2 separate regions of the Scatophagus argus genome follow, and region 2 is linked to region 1. The links are chromatin contacts, called in public Hi-C maps. All regions are on one chromosome and are shown on one strand. Each heading gives the region's core, a stretch centred on a gene start, on an enhancer-like site or on the middle of the called end of the contact. The rest is flanking DNA. Distances are from core to core; before and after follow the strand shown. Region 1 holds the start of ctps1a (CTP synthase 1). Region 2 holds the start of LOC124074738 (schlafen-like protein 1).

Evidence for each region. A called contact is a pair of places that touch in the nucleus more often than the background predicts.
Region 2: a contact with region 1 is called in a Hi-C map of muscle, with 4 times the contacts expected there. The contact joins the promoter of LOC124074738 here to the promoter of ctps1a in region 1. A contact is called at or near these places in 2 of 2 Hi-C or Micro-C datasets (both in muscle).

The regions. Positions count from the first base shown.
Region 1 is chr17:19,027,799-19,034,514 of fScaArg1.pri, forward strand. ctps1a (CTP synthase 1) reads right to left here and starts at 3,129. Exons shown (of 18, transcript XM_046417272.1): 1 at 3,108-3,129; 2 at 1,384-1,562; 3 at 1,117-1,287; 4 at 937-1,034; 5 at 726-842. The coding sequence starts at 3,112.
Region 2 is chr17:19,170,083-19,176,255 of fScaArg1.pri, forward strand. It overlaps LOC124074738 (schlafen-like protein 1), which reads right to left and starts at 2,916. Exons shown (of 5, transcript XM_046417953.1): 1 at 2,841-2,916; 2 at 2,081-2,502; 3 at 1,045-1,141; 4 at 1-101. The coding sequence starts at 2,494.

The DNA of each region.
Region 1 (6,716 bases), core at 1,879-4,378:
TATATGAAATTTAATTAAGATTTAATGTTGAAGTAAGCCACAACCCACAGGGGGTTTACAACGTGACTGCTACATGTGCAAAACCATACAACGGAGGCAAGACAAGGCACCATTACAAGCAGTGTGAATATATGTCACTGTATAGATCTGATCTGATAATTTCACACAGTTGAGTCAAACTGCCTCAGCGCCAATCGTTTGGACAAACATTGACAAAATATAATCAGCATTAACTTACTATGTAAATTGCATAATGTTAAATATCAACACATTCTCATTATGAGATTGGGCTACTTATTTATTTTGATATGATATTGGCGCAAATTAAATCTAATTTTAATTTTTACCTATGTCCAACAGGCCAAACCACACACTGTCAGAAATAAAGGTCACCATCATTTCTTCTTTGTCTACATTCCTTCATCAAAGTACGTATACGATGCCTCATAATTAACTTGTGTGTTACTCCGACATAGGAGTGCTTTTAGTTTCAGCGTGATTCCAAGGAGCGATTCTAACTACAGGCCAAGATTCTATAATATTCATAGAAATATGACATTTCAGATACGAAAATGTCGTTTCTGAAAAGTACAAAGTTGTTCTGCACCTCCAGAGGATGAAACACACTGCTGTGAGGGAGGCTCGGTGAGCGTGTGTGTGTTTCTATAGCTAACACATCTGCCCTCAGATAAAAGCAGCCAGGCCTGAAGGTGTTGCTCTCTCACCTGTGGTATCAGACTGACGTGAATGTTGCAGAAGTTCTCTCTCTTCACTTTAAACTGGAACTGTCTGAAGGCCTCGATGAAAGGCATACTCTCTATGTCTCCAACAGTGCCTCCCAACTGCAAACATGCACACAGCAACGAATATTATTAGTGATGATCGTGGTAGTCTTGGCCTCTGCAAGGGCCCCCACGCAGAGACAAAATAACATACCTCTATTACACAAACTTGAGGTTCTACATCATCATCAACGGGTACTTTGGCCTGCTTCACAACCCATTCCTGGATGGCATCTGTGATGTGTGGCACCACTGTAAAAGACAAAATCATTCTTGGCTAACCATTTCTCTTCAGCATGGCACCCTCCTCCAAACATACACAGTGGTTGCTTACCCTGCACAGTCTTGCCCAGGTAGTCTCCCCTCCTCTCTTTGTTGATGACTGACTGATAGATCTTGCCGGTGGTCAGGTTGTTGTCTCTGGTCAGACGGATGTCGAGGAAGCGTTCGTAGTTCCCAAGGTCCAAGTCCACTTCACCCCCATCATCCAGCACGAACACTTCCCCTGTACAGAGCGGCCATGACACATTTGTAACACAAACACACAATATGTGGCTGTTTAGTTATGAAATAAGTCCAATGACAATTTTCTCCGACATACCATGCTCATAGGGTGAAAATGTGCCCGCATCTATGTTGATGTAAGGGTCGATCTTGATGGCAGTTACATGCAGGCCGCATGATTTCAGGATTGTGCCCACACTGCTAGCAATAATGCCTTTGCCAATACCAGAGATGACTCCTCCAGTTACCAGGATGTATTTCATCATTGTGCTCTTTCTGGAAATAGATGACTGATTAAAATCATACCATAGACTATTAAACACCATTCATTCAAAGGATTAAAAACCATCATAAACATTGTTTTGTGTGTTCAGAAAATTGTTTGTTTGGCTCCACTGTAAGTAAACATACATCCCAACTATACAATATCAAAGGACACAAAACTTAAAACACAAGTTTAAAAGATAGCAAAGACTGCAGTGGAGCACTGAAGAGGAAAAGTGTGGATAAAGTAAAAAAGGGACTGCTTATTATACAACACAACAAAGTACACATTCAAAAATGTATGTAGAGTAGAAGCAGCCTGAACAGAAATTAATGTTTTACCAAGCAGTTTGACTCTTCTCAAACTGCTTGGTCTACTCACGATTCAGATATCTGACAGAAATATGTGTTACAGCTCACATTAACAGTACAGGTGTGTTAAAGACAATGCGGCTGTTAAGCTAACCAAAACAACGGAGAAACCTCAATGTCTTTGCTCTACAACGTGGATCCCAGTGCCTGTTGACGAAGTAATTAACAGGGACGCAGATAAACGATAAACGCGTATAGCTAGTGGTTTATGAACATGACAAAAACTTAAAGATGACCATATTTCAAAACTACGTGTACAGCTGCAAGCTCCAAGTCTTTTCCAACATAGTAGGTTCACCATGTAACGCATGGCACATGGGAAACGCTCGGTTACACACTCCGTATGAGTCGAGTGGGTGGGAAATTACCGATTCCTTTTCACTGAGAAACTACAAGTAAGTGCACCGCCCGTCCCGGTTACCACCTCCCAAAAAGTCAACGACTCAAAAATGAAACCCGCCAGCACAATTAGCTTTTAGCTAACAGGCGTAGTATCAGTGTACGACAACTAGTATCAGACACTCAAAACCAAGGCTTCTGTTAGTGTCTGCAATGGCAGACGGACACATTTAACGGTCGAGAAACAGAGCACCACGGCTGATTTATTTCATTTACTGTGTTAAAATACAAATAATAGCTAAGATGTTATCCTTTTCTAATGACTGCATCAAGCTCACTAACTTACATGTGGCCAGGACTACCGACACTGCATTCAAAATAAAAGTGAAAGTAGCTGTGCTTTACCTTTATATGAAAAAGGTGGAAGCAAAACAGCCACGTTATTGACAACAATTTGAGCTACAAGACTACTGCTGAAATAAATGTTTATCAGTCGGCACGAGATATTACACTGATAACACTGCGGCCCATATCGTTTCTAACAGAATTTTATTCTTACTTTCATTAGCCGGAAGTACAGTCTTATTTATTCTGCACAACATGTAACTTAATAGTTTTCTAGCTAGTCAACAGCCTCCGTCAACAGCATCAAATTTCAACTCACCAAAATATTCTTCAGCAAGAGCAGTCCCTCCAAACAAATAATCGACAACGAAAACAGTTCACAAGAGAGACGAAATTTCAATCTAAATAGGAACGCTACAGCCTTTGAGTGTTTCCTCTACAAACCCTTCTATCCTCAAACTGACTCGACACGTGTATGGACCACGATTCGGGCTGCAGTACCTCATTCATTACAATCGATGCTTACAAGACGGTGCTGCCTTTAGGTATACCTCGTAAACTGCTATTACCCACGTGGGAACATTGCTCTCGTGTTTTTACGTCACTTGAAGTATTCATAATGATATAGTCCGGTGACATTAATAATCTTACAGAAAAGTTGGGATATGAAATAAAAAATATTTTTTTTTTACATATACGTACATATACGTATGACGTAACATACATTACATATATAATATGTTACATAAGAGCAACGTTAATGCAGTATTATAAACATGTAATCAATACTTTAAGCTGAAGCAAAGATAATTTTACCTGCGTGATATACCATTGGGCAGTATAATGAACCGTGCCTTGTGTACACAAGTAATCATGTATTTTGCATCTAAAATCGTCATGCTTAAAGTCACTCATAACTATTGTAGTTATAAGCTTTCAAAGTATAATGAAATACACTTATCAGGATTTGCTTCTAAATTGTAGTGGGACAGAAGTATAAGGTAGCATAAAATGAATATACTAGAAAGGTACACTTATGTTAAAAACTGTACCACACTTGTTCTTCAATGGGTGTAAATCCTACTGTCATGAACCTAATTTCTCTCCACCGCTGTTTACATATATCTCGATTATCACAACAAATTCCTCATGTATACTACTTTCCCCGTCAGTTTTCTTATTGTGAGCACCTGAATGCAGCACATTTTCATTTGAAACAGCAGGGGGCGCTCGTGTTTCATGTTTCAAGACTCAGGCTGGAAAAGATAAAAAAAAAGGAAAGAAAAAAAGAAAAAAGTTGCAGTTTCCTCGTGTTGAAAGGCCTTTCACCAATAATGAATACTAAATGTTTGGTTTAGCTTTACAGATTAGGTTTTTATCACCATTAGATTATTTAGTTTAAAGCACCCTGCATTGTTCATATCTTATTTCCAAGAAGCAGAGTCCACATGTCACAAGTTTTGCACATTTTATCTGTGTGATGCCCAAATGTTCACATCTTTTATTTTCCAGAAACCGCAGAGAGTGACTAGAATACATTAATAAGTCATTGAACAGAATAACCTTAAATGCTACTGTCACAGCCATTTTTCCCTGACAATAGATGTAACAATGCATCAGTGTGACTCCAGTGATAATGTCTGCTGCTCTATGAAGTGACAGAGCAAAACTGAATTGATCCTGCAGCAGAAACACTATGTTAGAATGGTTAGAAGTACAGAAATGTTTTCCTGTGGGGTTACAACACACAGGTTCCTCTTTCTCGCGTTGACACAACACAACACTTTGTGCTGCTCTGCTCCATATAATGATTGGCCACAGTCCAAAGTGGTTAGTTACACTGTACCGTGGAAAGGTCAATGGTCTTGTGATGTGGATCACAGTGCAATATCCTCATTGTGTTCAGTGAGATATGAAGTCCAGGCAGGGAGCACTGTGGTCTAAATTTTGTCAAACTGATTGACTGATTCAGTGACTGATTCAGATTAAACAACAAGATGTCCACATAGCCAACTGTTGTTTGGATCATCTGCAACAGGGTTCATTGGGCTCACTGTGTGGGTGAGTACAAGCACTGCAAATTAAAATAACAAAATGATGGAGTTAGTGACTGATGGCTGACTCACAGACAGATAGCTGCAGAGCTGACTGATGCTTCTATGTAACACCCAAATCTCTACTTGTGAGCCTTAGCAGCCAGCTTAGTCTCTGGAACACAGGAGGGGGGTTTAATGAGAGTTTTAATTCATTTTTGACCAGAGCTGTGATTGAATTAAACTCCCACAGAAGGGCTGGATCCTTTCCTCACTGCAAGCCATTTCCTCCTATTAGAGATGGAGGCTAACAGAAGGAGCAGGCAGGGAGGCAGGTCAGTCTGAGATGGTCATTAATTTGATGGAAACATATATTCTTACAGACTCAGCTTGTCCTGTTAATGTTTTGACACACCTGCGCCTGTGTTCCTTTGCACATTTTAAAGGCACAATTCAGCATGTCGGGAAATTTTATTTGTTTTTTATTCCTCAAGGTAGAGGAGATTTGTTGCATGAAGGTAAGTCATGAAAACAGCTGGCTAGTTACCAGGGTGCTAGGGTGTTTTTCTTAGTGAACAACAGCAACAGGGACCAAATGCAGTTTCCTGAAGTTTCTCTTTGTAAAGAAAAAAGATAACGGCGTCAGCAAGCTTTAAACATGTTGATCTGCAAATGCTTTAACTTTCAACAGACCTGTGTTTCCCCTGTTTTCTAGTCTTTATGCTGATACACATACCCTGACTTCAGCTATACCTTTCATATCAATCTTATTGCAGACATTTACCTCTTGGGCACAGTAGAAACAAATTGTAAACATAAAATTGATATTCTTTAGTTGATAAAGCAAATGTGTTAGCAAAAAGCTGCTTAATTACACATTAACAGTTATGGCGCAACATTAAACTTCATCTGGAGTTGTTCTGGCCATCTGACAATTGTAAGTTACTAATACTCTTTTTCAGCTCTGTTAGATGCCATATTCTTTGTCCACTGACTAGTCTCTAACTGCGTCATTCTGCTGTTCGGTAGCAAGCAGTTTCTGTGAGTTTCTCTGAAAACGGCTGCCTGCTGCGACCAGAAATGATGCGATGAGAGCGTTTAGAGTGAACCAAAAGTGTAGAGTTGCAGTCAAACAGCTAAACAAGGAGCTGAAACTCAACATAACACTCCATAAAGCAGAGGTTAGCACTAGATTTAGCTCATACATTTCTGTAGGTTCATCACTATAATCAAGCCCTTTCACATTGTCACGTTGTTTTCACACTGATGCCTGATTCTAGAAATATTTATAGCTGCTTTAAAATAGTAACATACCTTGAACAGTTTGCCAAAGGGCTTTTTGTCTTTATACGCTTACATCTTTCTGTTCTCAGTATCTTGGTTCAAGCAGCATTACTTTGGGCATCATCTTGTAGGTGACATTATTACTGTAGTTAGATTCCATCTTGTCCAGGATGGCATGTTTCAGGTCAGCTGCGAGCGTGGCACCCTCCTCAGGGGCATTGCCGAGACAAACAAAATAAAGACTAGCCGCCAAATTAAACGACTCACGCCGCTTGTCATATAATGCGAATGTCAGTTAAGCATATTGACTAATGTAATGTAACTGTGATTGTACTAGAGTATTTCTTGGAATGTATGTTTCTATGCGTTTTGGCCTTTCGTCTACATGCAAACCGCGGTTTAGGTCACTGAAAATCGATCTTTTGGAAAACTACTTTGAAGGTGATGATGTTCAAAAACTTTCAGTGTTCAGTATCTGTGTGATTTATCGAAATGTTTCTACCCTCACTAGTTAGCGCCACAAATACTAGTCGGTTTATAACTATTATTATTATTATTATTAGTGGTAGTGGAGGAGGAATAGTAGCAGACGTAGTAATCAGTAATCATTCTTTATAAGGAGTTTTCTTTTTCGTATTGTTGCTGGGCTCAAGAATGGAAAGCCATTCCATTGTCTTTGCAAAAGAGATGGTGGGGCATTTGTTCTCCACACAGGCTGTTTACCTGCATGCAGCCAAAGCCTTATGAAATTTGATTGGTCCATTCCACTCAGACTACAAACGGACTACAAATG
Region 2 (6,173 bases), core at 1,666-4,165, 140 kb after region 1:
ATTGTCCGATACTCCGACTAGCAAACTCCCTCCCCCGCTGTTCAGGAAGGCACAGCCATAGATGCAAATATCTTTGCTCAAAAACCTCTGCAAATAATACACTGAAGGAAGTGAAAGACATGAGACACATTTGTAAATTAGATTGACTTCATATGTTTCAGAGAGTGGTTACAGTCACACAGTGCTTCAGTTTTGTTAGAAACACAGTATCACAAGTCATCTCACCTAAAAAATGCAGCTGTAAATACATATAAAATGCGAATAATTCAGAAGTGTAAACATATGACAGTATGAAACAGTAAATCACAACTGTTTGCCACTTCATGAAGTGGAACAAGCTCCCCATTGACATTAAGACAGCAGAAACTCAACACATCCTCAGAGACTGAAAATTCATCCAGTCAGACTGCACCTTAGCCCATAAAAAACTTTATTTCTGTCTCTTATTATTATTTTTATTGCTTAAACATATCATTTGTTCAGCAGCATATTTGATGAGGTTCACGTACTTGCATTATTCTTACAATTCTTGGGTTGCATCCACTTGGTTGAATGCATTTATTGTAAGTTTGTTGATAAAAGTTGAAAAGTTTGTCGATAAAGTTTGAAGGAAAACATAATCGCTGCCTGGATTGGGATGGTCTGTGTGGATGGTCGGTGCATAAAAGGGTAGGACTGGCACATGAGCCCAGGGTGTAAATTATGAGTTCTGAGATTTAGGCAACAAAAGCAATTTGATCAGGAAAAATGTTGTGGTTTTGGTTCAGTATTATAAGCATATTTATTAAAATGTCACACTTTTCCTTTAAGTTAAAGTCCAAGTCTGTCTGGGTCAGTTTGGGTTTAGTCCATCCACACAGAAACTTGAGGCTGATGTAGCCTAATGCATGCACTTTGGAATGTTGACAAGTCAAGAACAGTTTTGAAAATGGCTATTGGCTATGAAAACCAATAATCATATTAAAAAAAAAAAACAACTACTGACCACCCAAAGTGATATTTAACAGTATTTATGTTGTTAACTGTAAATTTGTTGTATCTCACCTCCACCTTTTTTGAACTCGATGCTGCGTGTCTCATTGCCAATGTAAGAATGATAGTAGACCCACTGGCGGCTGGGGATGTCGGCTCCGCTGATAAACTGGGTGTGATAGGGAGCAGAACACACTGCATCAGCGAGATTAGGTCAGAGGATATATTGTGGTTCAGACCACAAACAATAGGCTTGATGTCATCACCTCACAGTGTCATTAATATTAGTAATCTCTGACATTGGTACAAACAATGGATTTTTGAGGCCAAAACCAATATTAATACTTGAGAATAGTATTCTTAACAACATTAAAATGTGTATAAGACGCAGGGAATTCTCATTGTCATTATCATTCCATAAATTTCCTATGCAATGAAATTGTTCGCTACTATTGCAAATAAGATGACCCATAGATATGACATGGCAGCGGAAGATATTTCTCATCTGTTCAGCTCTGCCTCAGCGCCGAGACAAAGCTAACATTATGATAAGAGGATTCAAAGAAAATGACGTTGAGTACGGTTGAAAAACCGTATAATATAATCATATAATATGACAGGATGTTTAACAACATGACGAATGTATCCAGCAAAACATTTTTGTTTCCATCTTTACGTTTTTGCCTGTGCGCTTATAATGACAAAGCCGTGACATTGTGACATATCTGTGGTACAGGTGATAATGTTGGCCTGCTAATGTATCAGTCATTCAGTAGTCCATCCATCCATCCATTTTCTATACCGCTTATCCATCAGGGTCAAGAGGAGCTGGAGCCTATCCCAGCTGACTACAGGCGAGAGGCGGGGTACACCCTGGACTGGTCGCCAATCAGTCGCAGGGCTGACACACAAAGACAGACCACCACACACTCTCACACTCACATCTAGGGGTGATTAATTAATTCACCTAATGTGCATGTTTTTGGGGTTGTGGGAGGAAGCCAGAGTACCCGGAGAAAATTTGCACAGGGAGAACATGCAAACTCCATACAGAAGCCCCAGACCGGGATTCCAACCAAGATAATGTCATGATCACTGCTGAGCTCACCTGAACTGGTGTTCCCTGGACTGATTCACAGCTGGAGGTTGAATATCTGGAGGGTGTCCACTGCTTCATATTTTTGGACCTCACTCTGGACTGACTGTTTATGCCTTTCTTATACACACGTTCCCTCCTCCAGGAAAAATTGTATCCACTCTTTTTACATTTCTTTCTTGGACTGGTGATGGTGGAGCGAAGTGAGTGGTGAGTGGAAACTTTAGATTGGTATGATCGTTGCTGAGTGGTCCTCACATCAGCTGATGTGGATGGATGTGGGGCCGAAGATGGCTGCTTCAGATCATTGTGGTACCTTTTGGGTGACATGACATCTGCCATGGCGGAGGAATCCCACCTTGCACCTGGGATCTTCTCCCTCCTATTCCACTCTCTCTTTCCAGTTGTTTTGCTTTTGACCATCATGCACTTTGCTGTAAAATACAAAGAACTGTTTGATATTGTAACAAAACAATAATTGAGAAAGTTATGAACTTTCCATGTGAGGTTTTGCACACAATAAGTTGTTTGGAAGTTTATTGTGTATGTTTCAGCCTAAGATGCAGAGTGTGAAATGATAATAAGAGGGCGTCAGTGTGCTAAATAGATAAATGAACACGAGGAGACTTGATAAATCACAAAGTCAAGGCTGATCAAAACAATGATCAATCAAAGCCATGAGGCATGGCGAAGGAGCAGTGCTGCCACTGTACTGATAATGACAAAGCTCATGAGTGTGTATAAATATACAGCAGTGAACCGAGCCTCTTACCTTTTCCTGTGCCACTGCTGTGAGTCGACCGGTCAGACCTTTGAAAGTGCCTGCTGAAACTGTGGTGTACAGTACAACACTGAGAACCTACAATAGCATTCCAGATTATTATGCCTTCCAGAATGGAATTCTCATCTGAAATCCCCACAATGTCCTTTTTGTCTCAACTGAAAATGACAAGGACCTTAAAGAAATAATGTTCTGTTTGGCCTCCTCCTGGACCTTCTTAAAAGACTCAATCATTTTAATCACAGTTTGTGGGAGACAGAGTGCTTCTGTTGGACACCAAATGCTGAAGAAATCAAGTCTGTGTAAACAAATCACAGGGATTAAGGTGGCCTTCTTTATCTGACTGTCCTATTATTGCTGAGTCCAAAATATACAGTACTTTTGCAAAGTTCTAGTTTTAAGTCCTGTATCAGATCATTTGCAAGAGTTTAAGTGGTCCATAGTCCTTATAACTTGTGTTTGCATTTGTGTGTTCTTTTCTGCGACTCACGATCCACACATGATATCCTAATCACATTTTGTGATTAGGATATCATGTGTGGTCTACTGTGTGGGCAATACTTGATGATTGCTTGTATACACAAGGCACATATAGTTAAATGAAAGGGTTCAATAGTGGCCCTCATTTCATCTTTGCCTCAGGGCATCCTGGGCAGGTTAATGCAGCCAGGCACCCTGAGTCTTATTTGCACACAAATAGAGTTTAATGTCATTTATTGACGTTCATCTCTTTTTCCATGCTATTTACTGACTAAATAGTGGAATGCACACACGCATAATTTTCATTCACTGAGGAAATGAAGCAAAACACTGAGCAGAAATAGTCTGATGTGCATCTGTAACACTTCACCTGCAATGGTGCTTTCTCTACCTTATAAACTACCATAAAAGCATCATAAGCATAATCAGGGCATAATATCATGAGAACAATTTGGAAGAGTGTTTTAATGAGTTGCTGCTGCCACTTGAGGTCAGTGTTGCTCTAAATAAAGAGCCATGTTTCCCTCTGGTTGTGATGATGTCCTGAATCTGAGGTCAACACATGCAAACTCATCCAGTGACCTCATTGAGGAGAAGCCCTATGCTGCTTCAGCCTCACAGCAGTCAGGACCAGGTTGATAATATAATGTTAGGTGTACGCAGTGACAGTCTGATGATGCCTGAAACAATGGCTCTCTGAAACATGGAACATGGCAATGGTTTCCATGCACCTCAATATATAATGAGAACATTACCATCAGTAATTGTAACATTAACATGAAACTGGATTTCAAAATGGAAACAATTCAGCGGAGACAGTGCAGCAAAGAGTTGCTGGAGGGCAGAAATGGATTACATCAAATGATTTCATGTCAATTTTGTGTATTCATGAAAACAGGATTTCAAGCCAAATCTTCCATATGTGAGGATTGGTTTTGTTGGTGGAGCTGTCTGCAGTGGATGTGAACATGGTGACAATAAGAGCTCTGATTACATCATATTTATTCTTTACATGGAATGATTTATAGTGAATGAAATCATGGGTAAATTCATATGTTTGAGACAGGAACCTCCTCGGGAAGACTGCCTACTGCTGAGTTTTAGTTTTATAAATTCAAATCCTAAAAGTTGCCAACCAGACTCTTAAAACAAGGGAAATGTGCATGTGCTGGTGAATGTAAACTCCTCCTCAGGTCTTTAAAACCCAGTGACGTCCCAAACATGACAGCGAGGACATGACCTTTGTGTTCTGAATGGTAGTTATCTGGTCCTGCTCACTTTTTCTTATTTCTGTAAATTTGTGATAGATGTGCAACTAATGACTATTTTCTTTATTAGTTTGTTTGTTAATAATTTTCTCAATTACTTGTTTGACCATTGCTTCACTTGTCAGTCTTTCTGTTCTCACACAGCACATAGGCGCGTTTTAAGGAATTGTTGAAACAGCATCATTTCAGATTAAGACAGTAAACCTTGCCTTTTATTTGTATATTTTGCTGATAGATTGTATTAGCTGCTAAGCTAACATTAGCTGCATGAGTTGATTTAAAATTGAACTCCGGCTGACTTTTTAAAATGAAAATCCTATGAAAGTGGTTCTAAGTCAAGCACTATTATGCTAAAAACCTGAAGCAAAAGCTATCTGTCCCAGAAAATAACAATGACAAAATCCTCAACAGTTGATGATCAAAATAAAAGATATAATGATAAAACAAAACAAAACAAAACAAAGAACAGCATTATTCCTGTATTGCATCTTACATCTTTGAGAAATTGTAATGGTGTTGTTTTATACAGCATAACCTTATTATAAAGTTTAACTTTGTTTTCCCTTAAAACATTACAAGATAAAAGGTTTTCAGGATGAGGACAAAGCAGTGTACTTGTTATGTTGATATCGTTATGTTAGCTGGGGTTGCTGGAGTGTCAACTTGCTTGAATCCGTCAAAGAGCAGGACAGAGCTAATGAAGGAAGACAATGTGTCCTTCCTCTTTCTGCTTTAGAAGTTAGTTACCTACAGTAAGCTACTGGGTCACGTATGCTAATGTTTGTAGCTACCATCAAAGCAAATAAAAACACACTTTAATCAATTCCCAATACTTCAGATAAAGAAAAGGAAAAAAAGAGACAATTTTCCAGACTGTACAAGACTTTATATGTCTAGTCTTACAATGTGTTTGGTCTTACTATAGCTCTGTACATATAGACAGCAGAAAAGTGAAGCCACTGAGGAAGTGCCCTAAACCTGGTTCCTGGACCTGGACTAACTCCAAAGATTGACAGACCTGCCTTGCCTAGTGATGGTTGCTGTAAGATATTCAATGCTCGCTGTTCAGGGGAGGATTTTCTGGAACACCAGTTAATCCTTTAATGTATAGTATGTCAGAAAATGGTGAACAATCCCCATCACAGTTTCACAAAACCCAAGGTTAATTTTCTATTAATTGACTAATCAATAAATTGCCTCGGTCTACATCTGTTCCTAGCAATAGGAGTGTGTAATTACGGCATAAGCAATATCAAAGTGGGGTGTGTAGACATAAATAGCTGCTTCACAGGGAATGTGAGAAGGGACTACGAGGTCTTGGGACTCGGGTTGGTGAGTTAGCTGTCTCGGTTTGCCCCGGGGAGAGGAAAGTCATTGACCCGTGGCCAGTCTTCCTCCAACAGCAGTGCACCTCACATATTATCACCCAAGTGAGTCATCAACGGCACGTCAACATCGCTGAGGTTCTTCATGCCAATCTTCCTATTGCTTTTTAAATCCCCCAGCGTGCCTTGTTTGAACAATTGCCCCCCGCCCCCTTCTTTCTCTCTCACTCTCTTTTTCTTTATACCCCCCC